2 separate regions of the Macaca mulatta genome follow, and region 2 is linked to region 1. Evidence: chromatin contacts called from public Hi-C data. All regions are on one chromosome and are shown on one strand. The core of a region is the stretch at or near the end of the contact, and the rest is flanking DNA. Distances in the headings are between cores, read along the strand shown. Region 1 holds the start of SDF2L1 (stromal cell derived factor 2 like 1). Region 2 holds the start of HIC2 (HIC ZBTB transcriptional repressor 2).

The links. A called contact is a pair of places that touch in the nucleus more often than the background predicts.
Region 2: a Hi-C map of CD4 T cells shows a contact between it and region 1, with 2.9 times the contacts expected there. The contact joins the promoter of HIC2 here to the promoter of SDF2L1 in region 1. A contact is called at or near these places in 4 of 14 Hi-C or Micro-C datasets (CD4 T cells, cortical neurons, fetal cortex germinal zone and 1 more).

The regions. Positions count from the first base shown.
Region 1 is chr10:31,351,996-31,357,016 of T2T-MMU8v2.0, forward strand. It overlaps SDF2L1 (stromal cell derived factor 2 like 1), which reads right to left and starts at 3,229. Exons shown (of 3, transcript NM_001145067.1): 1 at 3,043-3,229; 2 at 2,499-2,695; 3 at 1,402-1,683. The coding sequence starts at 3,229. The coding sequence ends at 1,402.
Region 2 is chr10:31,475,732-31,480,876 of T2T-MMU8v2.0, forward strand. HIC2 (HIC ZBTB transcriptional repressor 2) reads left to right here and starts at 3,049. Exons shown (of 3, transcript XM_028827944.2): 1 at 3,049-3,238.

The sequences.
Region 1 (5,021 bases), core at 1,979-4,478:
TGAACTATGCAGTTCGAGTCTGGCCAGGGCAAAATAGTAAGACCCTGTCTCAAAATAAAAGTAATACAACTGTAATCCCAGCACTTTATGGGAGCAAAGGTGGAAGGATCATTTGAGCTCAGGAATTTGAGACCAGCCAGAGCAATACAATGAGACCTTGTCTCTACTAAAACAATTTTAAAAATTAGCCAGGGGGAGTGGACACAGTGGTTCAGGCCTATAATCCCAGCACTTTGGGAGGCCAAGGTGGGCGGATCACTTGAGGTTGGGAGTTCAAGACCAGCCTGGCCAACACGGTGAAACCCCGTCTCTACTAAAAATGCAAACGTTAGCTGGGCGTCGTGGCGCATGCCTGTAATCCCAGCTACTCAGGAGGCTAAGGCAGGAGAATCACTTGAACCTGGGAGGCAGAGTTTGCAGTAGCAGAGATCTGCCACTGCATTCCAGCCTGGCGACAGAGCAAGACGTTGTCTCAAAAAAATGAAATAAAAAAATTAGCCAGGCATGGTGGCACATGCCTGTAGTCCCAGCTACTTGGGAGGCTGAGGTAGGAAAATCACTTGAGCCCAGGATGCAGTGAGCTATGATCACTGCCACTGTACTCCAGCCTGGATGACAGAGCAAGACTCTGTCTCATCAGAAATAATAATTAGCTGGGCATGGTGGTGTGTGCCTGTAGTCCCAGCTACTCAGGAGGCTGAAGTGGAAAGATCACTTGAGCCCAGGAGTTTAAGTTTACAGCAAGCCATGATCATGCCACTGCACTCTAGACTGGGCAACAGAGTGAGACCATCTCTAAAAAAGCAAAACCCAGGCCGTGCGTGGTGGTTCATGTCTGTAATCCCAGCACTTTGGGAGGCTGAGGTGGGCATATCACCTGAGGTAGGAAGTTCGAGACCAGCCTGGCCAACATGGTGAAACCCCGTCTCTACTTAAAAAAAAAAAATACAAAAATTAACCGGGTATGGTGGCAGATGCCTGTAATCCCAGCTACTCAGGAGGCTGAGGCAGGAGAATCACTTGAACCCGGGGGACAGAGGTTGCAGTGAGTTGAGATTGCACCATTGCGCTCCAGCCTGGGGGACAAGAGCGAGAGTTCGCCTCAAAAGAAAAAAAAAAGCAAAACCCCCCGAAAAACCAAGAATAATAATAATAATAAAGGGTTTGGACAGGTTCAGCAGTCACGCTGGGATGGAGACAGGTTTTACACTGAGGAAGAGATGATCAACTGGGCCTGGGCTGGCAGCTCCTGGTCATCCTCAGGTTCACAGTGAAACACAATCATAGACCAACATTCTTTAATCACAAAGGCACTTGAGGACCCCTACAAACCCAAAGTCTCTGCCAAGAGTGGCCCTGCAGACACCCCACCTTCTATCCACCCATTCATCCATCCCACACTCAGAGTTCATCGTGACCTGCAGAGGGCTCCACACTAGGCTTGATGAAGATGCCTTCCATGGCCTTCCATGTATTGTGCGTGTTGGCACTGGGCATGCCGTGGACCTCATGCTGCCCACGGATGGGGCTTCCATACTGCTCACCCGTGACTGACAGGAACACAGAGGTGCCCACGTGCTGGAAGCGCACAGCAGCCTCACGCTCCCAGTGCTGTCCAGAGCAGCGCACTGTCCATAGGTCCAGGTCGTCACCCTCGCCGTCTTCCCCAAAGGCACTCACCTCCTATAGGTGCAGAGGGTGAGGGGACAGTGGTCACCACAGAAGGCGGCATTCGTACCTACACTGAGCCTAGGATCCTTCCCTGCCCTTCCTGGAGACTCAGCTCCCACAGCTGCAAAAGGTGACACCATGACCCGCCCGCGCAACCTCTGGCACTCCCTCCCCAGCATGGGCTCTTCAGACACGTGCACACACCATTGCATCTGTCTGTGCAGAGACTACTGGTCCCCACAGAGCTAAGGCCTCCTCCTCCACATTCTCCCAGTCCTAATCCCTCTGACCTACCTTCAGCCCCTCAGGCTAGCAGTCAAGCTGTCTATCTATCTCAAACATTTTCTTCCACCAACTCTCCAAGGGCACCCACTGTTCCATCCCAATCCCCTGAATTCCACTGACCTCCATGCATTGGTGCAATCTCTTCTGCTGGCCTGGGAAGTCCTTCTTTTCCCTTTGTGGCTTGGAGGACTCCTAATCATCCTTTCAGACCCAGCCTGAGTTCCTCCTCCCCAGTGGAGTTTCCTATTCCCCACCCTCAAGGCTGTGTGGATTCTCCTCCTGGGTCCCACTTGCCCCCAGAGGAAGAGCTATCCAGGAGGATCTCTTCGGATCTCTCTCCCATCGGTCTCCCTGCCGGGCCGGGAGCACCTGGGGGCAGGATCTTGGCGGAGTTACTCTGTTTCCCCCGAAGGGGTGCTCAATAACCATCTCTGAAGTGAAATTTCCATTTCACGAAGAAGCTGAGGCTCGGATTGGAACCCAGGATCTCTGGCCCCTCACACAGGCCAGGAATCTCTCTGGGGGCTCCGGGAGGGGCTCACCTGGTTGTTGGACAGCGGTGACGGGAAGTGGTGCGTGTGTAGGTTCTTGCCTGTAAGCACATGCGTGAGCCGCACTGCCTGCCCGCAGCGCACCGGGGACCCACGCGGGCACCCGCCTTCCGAACCGCCGCGGATCCGCCAGTAGCTATTGGCGTCGTCCGACGCCTCCACGCCGGTCACCGATTGCTGGCCGCTGCCTGAGGAGTGACACCCCACTCACCCAGGGTCTCCGTCAATCGCAGAACCCCGGACCCTCGCCCTGGGACCATAACATTTCCCAGGGGACCCCAAGGGGCTCACCCCCAGCCCCGGCCCCCGCCTGACACCCTCCTCAGTCTTTGGGCCTGCAGTTCCCCGACGACCGTCCCCACCCTCAATATCCTCGACACCCTCAAAGCCTTGCGCCCCTCGACCCCCCAACGACTCTAGAGCCTCCGCCGCCCGGCTTCGAGATGGCCCACAGACCCCCACGACCACCCTGTCTCCACACTCCCAACCCCAAGCCCCCGATCCCCGCGCTCTCTCAGTCGCAGGTCACACGCACCGGATCCGTATTTGATGTCGTGCGAGTGCAGCCGCACCCGGTGGTGCGTATTGAGCAGCTTCAGCACCGACCCGCAGGTCACGAGCCCCGCGCCAGTCTTGGCGGCACTACCGCCCGGCACTAAGAGCGCCAGCAGCAGCCCCAACAGCACCGGCCCGGCAGACCCGCCGCGGCCCGCGCTCCACATCGCCCCGGCCCGGCTCCAGCCGCTCCGGCACTAGGGCTGCTTCCGTCCTCGCCGCGGCCCAATCCAGTTCTGACAGCGCCCGCTCGCGGCAGCCAATGGTCGGCCCGCGCGGCACTCCGCTTGCACTGCCATTGGGTCATTGAGGAGAGGGCCCGCCCCCGTCTCGCTAGAGCAGTAGCTGGGCGGGGACTGGAGACACGAGGAGGGTTTTGATTGGTACACGCTTCCGAGGACTTTCCAATGAGTGTCCAGGGAAGGGCGGCTGAGTAGCCAAGCGGCGGAGAATGAGCGGGAGCGCTTGGTGAGGACGCCGAGTCCGAGCCCCGCAGCCGCTGAGTGCCTGGATACCAGCTCAGGATCCTAGCACCCTGCAGGCACGTGTTCACGACGCCCCTTGATCCTGGACTCCTGGGCACTCAGTAATTAGTCTCTCCCCTCAGAACCTGGGACCACAACTGCAGGGTCTTGAGGCTGTTGGATCACTAGATTTTGTGGTCACAAAGTCGACAGATCCCAGAATCACTGAATCGTCTGGTCCTTCAGTCCCTGGACCCCGAGATTAATGAAACCCCCAGTCATTCGGCCCTAGCCGCCTCTCTGACACTGGGTCACCACAGTCCCTAGACCCTGGGGTTTCTGAATTCCCCTGGCCACTTATACATTTGACTCCTTTCGTGGCTAAATCTTGTGGTCACTGGGTCATCGGGCAGGAGAGGGCAGCAGGGAGCTGTGGCGTCGAGAATAATGGCAGCTTCCCACCAGAAAGCCCCAGAGCTGTCTTAGGAAACCAGAGTCCAAGGAGACCAAGGGGCTGTGGGAACCAAGCCTGGGTGACTGTGTCCCAGTCTCCTGGCCATGAGTAGGTCTCCCTTTTGCCGCCTTCTCAGAGTGTTGTCAGCTCAACCTTCAAAGGGAGGAAAACTTATACCACTGTTTATTCATTCATGGGACATTGTTGCAGCGGCTTCACTCCAGATCCTGTGGGGTCACAGAGGAAACAGCTCTGGGCTCAAGAGGCTAAGGTGTAGTTGAAGCACAGGCAAAGCAGAGACAAAAGTTCATATTTAATTAAATCGTCCAGAATTTTGCATTCAGAAAATCCAGAGTAAAGCGATTTTCATTACAGCAACATGTTATTTTGGGGGTTTCATGTTTCATATTGTTTTTATTTTGAGTTACATGTAGTATAAGTCACCTTGATCTTTTCAGCATTTAGGTGTCCAAACAGTTAAAGGTCAGTCTACCCTGGATTTGGTAGTCACTGCACTTGAGGGGTTTCCAGTCTAGGGTGGAAGATCTGAAGTACTATCTGAGAGGCAACGGATATATACTCTTGGACATGTCAGCCATCACCTCAAAATCAACACATGCAAAGCAGAATTCCTGGTCTCTGCCCTCAAACTGCCCCTCCCCCAGGCCTCTGAGTCTCAGTAAATGGCACCTCCATTCAGGCCCAAAACTTGGGATTCTTCTTTCATTCATCTCTTTACCTTGTTGCTCCTCACATCTCATTCAACAAGTCTTTTTTTTTTTTCTTTTCTTTTGAGATGGAGTTTTGCTGTTGTTACCCAGGCTGGAGTGCAATGGCGTGATCTCGGCTCACTGCAACCTCCGCCTCACGGGTTCAAGAGATTCTCCTGCCTCAGCCTCCTGAGTATCTGGGATTACAGTCATGCATCACCATGCCCAGCTAATTCTTTTGTATTTTTAGTAGAGACAGAGTTTCACCATGTTGACCAGGCTGGTCTCGAACTTCTGACCTCAGGTGATCCACCTGCCTCATCCTCCCAAA
Region 2 (5,145 bases), core at 1,799-4,298, 120 kb after region 1:
TCTGCCTCCCGTGTTCAAGCACTTCTCGTGCTGTGCCTTAGCCTGCTGAGTGGCTGGGACTACAGGCATGTGACACCATGCCCGGCTAATTCTTTTTTTTTTTTTTTTGCGACAGAGTTTTGCTTTTGTTGCCCAGGCTGGAGTGCAATGGTGCGATCTTGGCTTACCGCAACCTCCGCCTCCCGGGTTCAAGCGATTCTCCTGCCTCAGTCTCCTGAGTAGCTGGGATTACAGGCATGCTCAATCATGCCCAGCTAACTTTTTGTATTTTTAGTAGGGATGGGGTTTCTCCATATTGGTCAGGCTGGTCTTGAACTCCCAGCCTCGGGTAATCCGCCCGCCTCAGCCTCCCAAAATGCTGGGATTATAGGCATGAGCCATTACTCCTGGCCTAATCCACATTCCATTATGTGGATTATTTAACCCCATTATGAGAAATTTGTTTATGCTTTCTTTCATTATTATACATGACACTTAAAAAATATTATTGTGGCCGGGCGCGGTGGCTCAAGCCTGTAATCCCAGCACTTTGGGAGGCCGAGACGGGCGGATCACAAGGTCAGGAGATCGAGACCATCCTGGCTAACCCGGTGAAACCCCGTCTCTACTAAAAAATACAAAAAACTAGCCGGGCAAGGTGGCGGGCGCCTGTAGTCCCAGCTACTCCGGAGGCTGAGGCAGGAGAATGGCGTGAACCCGGGAGGCGGAGCTTGCAGTGAGCTGAAATCCGGCCACTGCACTCCAGCCTGGGTGACAGAGCGAGACTCCGTCTCAAAAAAAAAAAAAAAAATTATTGTATATTAGTTATCTTTTGCACTGTTTTTTGAGACCGAGTCTCCCTCTGTTGCCCAGGCTGGAGTGTCATGGCATGATCTCAGCTCACTGCAACCTCAGCCTCCCAGATTCAAGTGATTCTCGTGTCTCATGTAGTAGTTGGGACTACGCGCATGCACCATGACATCCGGCTAATTTTTGTATTTTTAGTAGAGACGGGGTTTCACCATGTTGCCCAGGGTGGTCTCAAAGTCTGGCCTTGGCCTCCGAAAATGCTAGAATTACAGGCATGAGGCGGCCACATTAGTTTTCAAATGCAGACGAAACAAGGGACCGTTGAATGCCTGTTGTCTCAGGTGTGCTCCTAGGCACGGGTTCCAAACTTACAGGTACAAACTTACTTATGGGTAGAGAGACAGATAATAAGTACGTGGTCTGTAAATGTGGTTAATTTCCCCAGAACAGAATCCTGGAATACTGGTCTGAGAGGGTATAATTATTTTAAAATATTTTTGGGGCCAGGTGAGTTGGCTTAGCCTGTAATTCCAGCATTTTGAGAGGCAGGAGGATCACCTGATCCCAGGAGTTTGCGGCTACACTCCAGCCTGGGCAACGGAGTGAGACTCCGAGCGTCAAGAAACAAAACAAAACAAACAAACAAAAAAACTTTTGGCTTACACCGCCAAACTCATGTCCAGGAATTTTGAGGCGATTTATGTGCTTCCAACAGTATAAGACTGATAAGAGTGATTACCTACCAGACCCTGTGTTTGAAGGTTATCATTTGAAACTGATTTTTAATTTGTTTAGTAGAAAACCCAGCTTCTTATAGTTTTAATTTATATGTCTTGGGTTAGCAGAATGGTTGACTATTTTTTTTTCAGTCGTTCCTTCAAATAGTGAGTCCTCTGCTGGGCTCTATTTGTGGAATATTCCTTTTCTTCTTCAAGGATGTTTGATATCTCTTTTTTCTTCACAGATGTTTGATATTTCCTTTTTCATCTATTGTGTTCTTACCATTTCTAGGATGTTTCTAGGCTTTCTATTCTATTTCTTGTTCTGTACCACACTGAAATGCTTGCGGTAGCTTTACAATTTCTTTTTGACATCTGTTAGGGCAAGTCTACCTTCATGCCTGCTTTTGTTTCCAAGGGGGGAAAACGATAGCTGTTTTCGACTATTTAGTTTTCCAGGTGAACTAAGAATTTTGTGAAGTCTAAGAAATGTTGTTAGCATGACACTAAACCTATACGTCGATTAGGAAAGAAAGGTTGCATAATCAGCTTGGCAAAGGGTTATTGGAACTGGCTTTTAATCTTGACTGGAGCTGGAGCACAACTTGCCTGTAAGGCAGACCTGTGCTCCTCTTGGACTTGGGCGACCTCGATAGTGGTGTGTTCCTTTGTTTGGTGTTCAAAGTAGAGAGAGGTCCATTAAGTAGCTCCCTAGAGAAGCAGTGGCGGCTCAGGCCAGCCCAGCCCCTGGGAAGGCCATCTGCATGGCGGCCGGGAGCCCGGGTCCTGGTGGGCCGGCTCGGGCAGGCGCTTGACCCCTGGGGCCTGCGAGGGGCTGCGGCCACCGGAAGGGGCTGGCTGAGCGCAGCTCGCTGGGTCCTCCGCGCCTTCGGAGCAGGTAAGGCACGCGGGGGTGCGCGCGCGCGGGCCGGAGGGGCGCTGGGGTCAGGGAAGGGGCGCCCCTTCTCTTTTGCACCCAACCAGCCCGGGCCTCCCCAGGAGCCCAGACCCCCGAGCTTGCAGTCACTGCTGGCTACGCCTTTGAGCCTCGCGCAACCGCAGGGAGCGTCGAGTAGGGGTCGCAAGGGAGTCGGGGAGGAGACGCGTAGGCCGACAGAGGTCCCTAATTCGGGGCTCCTAGGGGTCAGGGTAGGGCTAAAAGGGAGTAAGTCCATCTGAGTTTGAGGGGGTGGGCGTCAGCCTGTGGAGGGGGGGGCCAGCGTCCCTGTCCCGGGGGCGGGTATGCGGTCCGGGTACTTCGGGGGTGAGGTCGCGGTCCTGTCCTGGCGCTTGAGGTCGGGATCCAGTTAGATGTCCGGGGTCTGGGTCCCCGGCTCCTCTCGCGCTCCCCTCCCCCACGGCGCCGGACCCCCGCAGCCCGCCCCGCCTAGTACTCGGACCGCTTGCCGGCGCCGGCGCCGGCCCCGCCCCCGGAGGCCCCGCCCCGGTTCGCAGGCCCCGCCCCCTAGCGCCCCCTGGCCCCGCCCCGCTGCTCGCCCATTCAGATGTGGGTCAGGGGTGAGCGGGCGGCGCCGACGTCACAAGCTTCCAAGATGGCGCTGGGCGGGCGGCTGTGAGCGGCGCTCGGGGCGCGCTGGGCGGGGAGCCGAGCCGAGCCGGCGGCAGACGGACGGGGCGGACGCGTGCGGCGCGAGCCGGGCGCTGAGGACAAGGGCCGCTGGTAGGGCCGGCCGGCCGGCGGGCGGAGCGCCGCCGCCGACGCACACGAGGTGAGGGGCGGCCTTGGGGGGCGGGGGGCGCGGGGCGCGGGCGGGGGCCGCGGGCCGGGCGCGTCCCCGGAGAGAGGGGCGTGGGCGCGCGCGCCCGGGCGACGTGGGACTGCGCGCGTGGGGGACGCGCTCGCGTCTGGCGGGCCTGGGCGGGGGCGCACGCGGGACCCCTGGCAGGCCCGGGCTTTGTGGGCCAGATGCCCAGAGGGGCGCGGGCGGTGGGGCACCCGGGGCACAAAGCCCACGGGGCCGCGCCAGGCCCAGGAGGCGCGGGTCTGCGGAGCGGGGGTCGGCGGGCGAGCGGGCGCCGGCTCTTTGTGCCTTTTCATTAGCAATCTAATCCGAACAGCGTCGGGCGAGCTGCGCTGCCTGACAGGCGGGAGGGCTCCCATTATGCAAACGGCCCTGCGCCCGCGGCCGCCCCCTCGCTGGAGGATTTTGCGATTTCCAGAACTGCGGTCTTGCACTGTCTGCGGTCTCCTCTCTTCTTGCCTCCTCCCCGCGGGAAGACTGGCCACGGCAGGGGCAGGGGCAGGGGCGGGCCTGGAGGGGCCGCTCCCAGAGGGCCAGGCTCTGCGCCTGGTGGGCTCGCTGCCCTGCCCCCAGATCTCTCCTGTAGGCAGCCGCTTGGCAGGAAGAGAGATGGGCTTGGGGGAGGGGGTCGGCTGGCAGGGGGAAGGGACCGGCTGGCTGAGGGAGGGGGCTGAGGGGCCCCAGCTTGTCACTCTCTGTTTATCTTCCAAGATGGTTCATATTCACACAGGCCTGGGTGTGTGCGTGGTGGGGGGGAAATGCCTCTCCCTGGGGGGCAGTGACTTGCGGAGAGGAGGGAATGAGGCCAGATAATGCTCCCAACGGCCCCACCCAGAACTGCCTGGGACTGCCTGTGTAAGGGAGCCCAATGCTGAGCCGGATGGGTTGGAGCGGTGTTAAAGTTATTTATCCATGTCTTCTATCCCCTGCACCCCTAGTCTTTTCTAGTAGGAGTTGCCAAGCACATCTGGAAAGCTATGTTCCCGACCCCCCACTCCCCCAGCAGCAGGAGGGGTGTAACCCAGGGAAGCCACCCCTCTGACATATGTGCTGGGGGGAGGGGCAGAGCCTTGCCCATAGGAATCCTGTGGCGGTGGGTTGTTGACTGATGTGGGGATTGCTGTGTCTCTTGTGCTGTCGGAGAGCTGGCAGGTAGTGGAGGGGCCTTGGGAGCTCCTAGGGTGAACTCAAGGCTGTCCTCTAAGGATCCAGGATGGAGGGATGGAGCTGGGTCACTCAAACCTAAGGCCTTTCTGGGTCTAGCATTTATTGCTTCCTGGTTTCTGGCTTTGCTTCTTTCCCTCCATTCTCATCTGCCAGTGTCTGGACTCCCTGGGCCTTCAAGCAGACATTTTCAGGAGCACAGGCCATGTGGTTGGTCTGGAGCCCTGTGGCAAGGAGAGTGTGCATGCTTGGTGGAGCAGGGTTGCTGTAGTAGTCTGAAAAACAGATGAGCTGGCCTCTGGAGACAAAACTGTGTGGCGAGACTGCTGGTTTAGTGAGTTCTGAACACCAAGAACAGGGCTGGGAGTCTGATGCTTGGGGGCTGAACTGAGTCCTGTGGCCCAGAATTGTTGCCTGGAAGTGAACGTTCCGTCTTGTGCCATTGAGATTGTGAAGATCTCTAGGTCCCACAGGACAAGCAATAGACTTGGAAGGCTGGGAAGAGGCTCCCCAGCTGCCTCCCTTCGGAGGTCAGAGCTCTCAGGTGGGTCGGCAGGCCAGTGTCGGGTTGGGGGAGGGAGGTTGTAGAGTGCCTGTAGCCCAGCTTTTCTGGCCAGTTGGCTCTGAGTGCTGCTGTGTGCCCAGCAACCTCTCCCTGCGGTGTTTTTCTGCCAGTTGTTGGAACTTGTAGATTAGTCACTGAGGTTTTA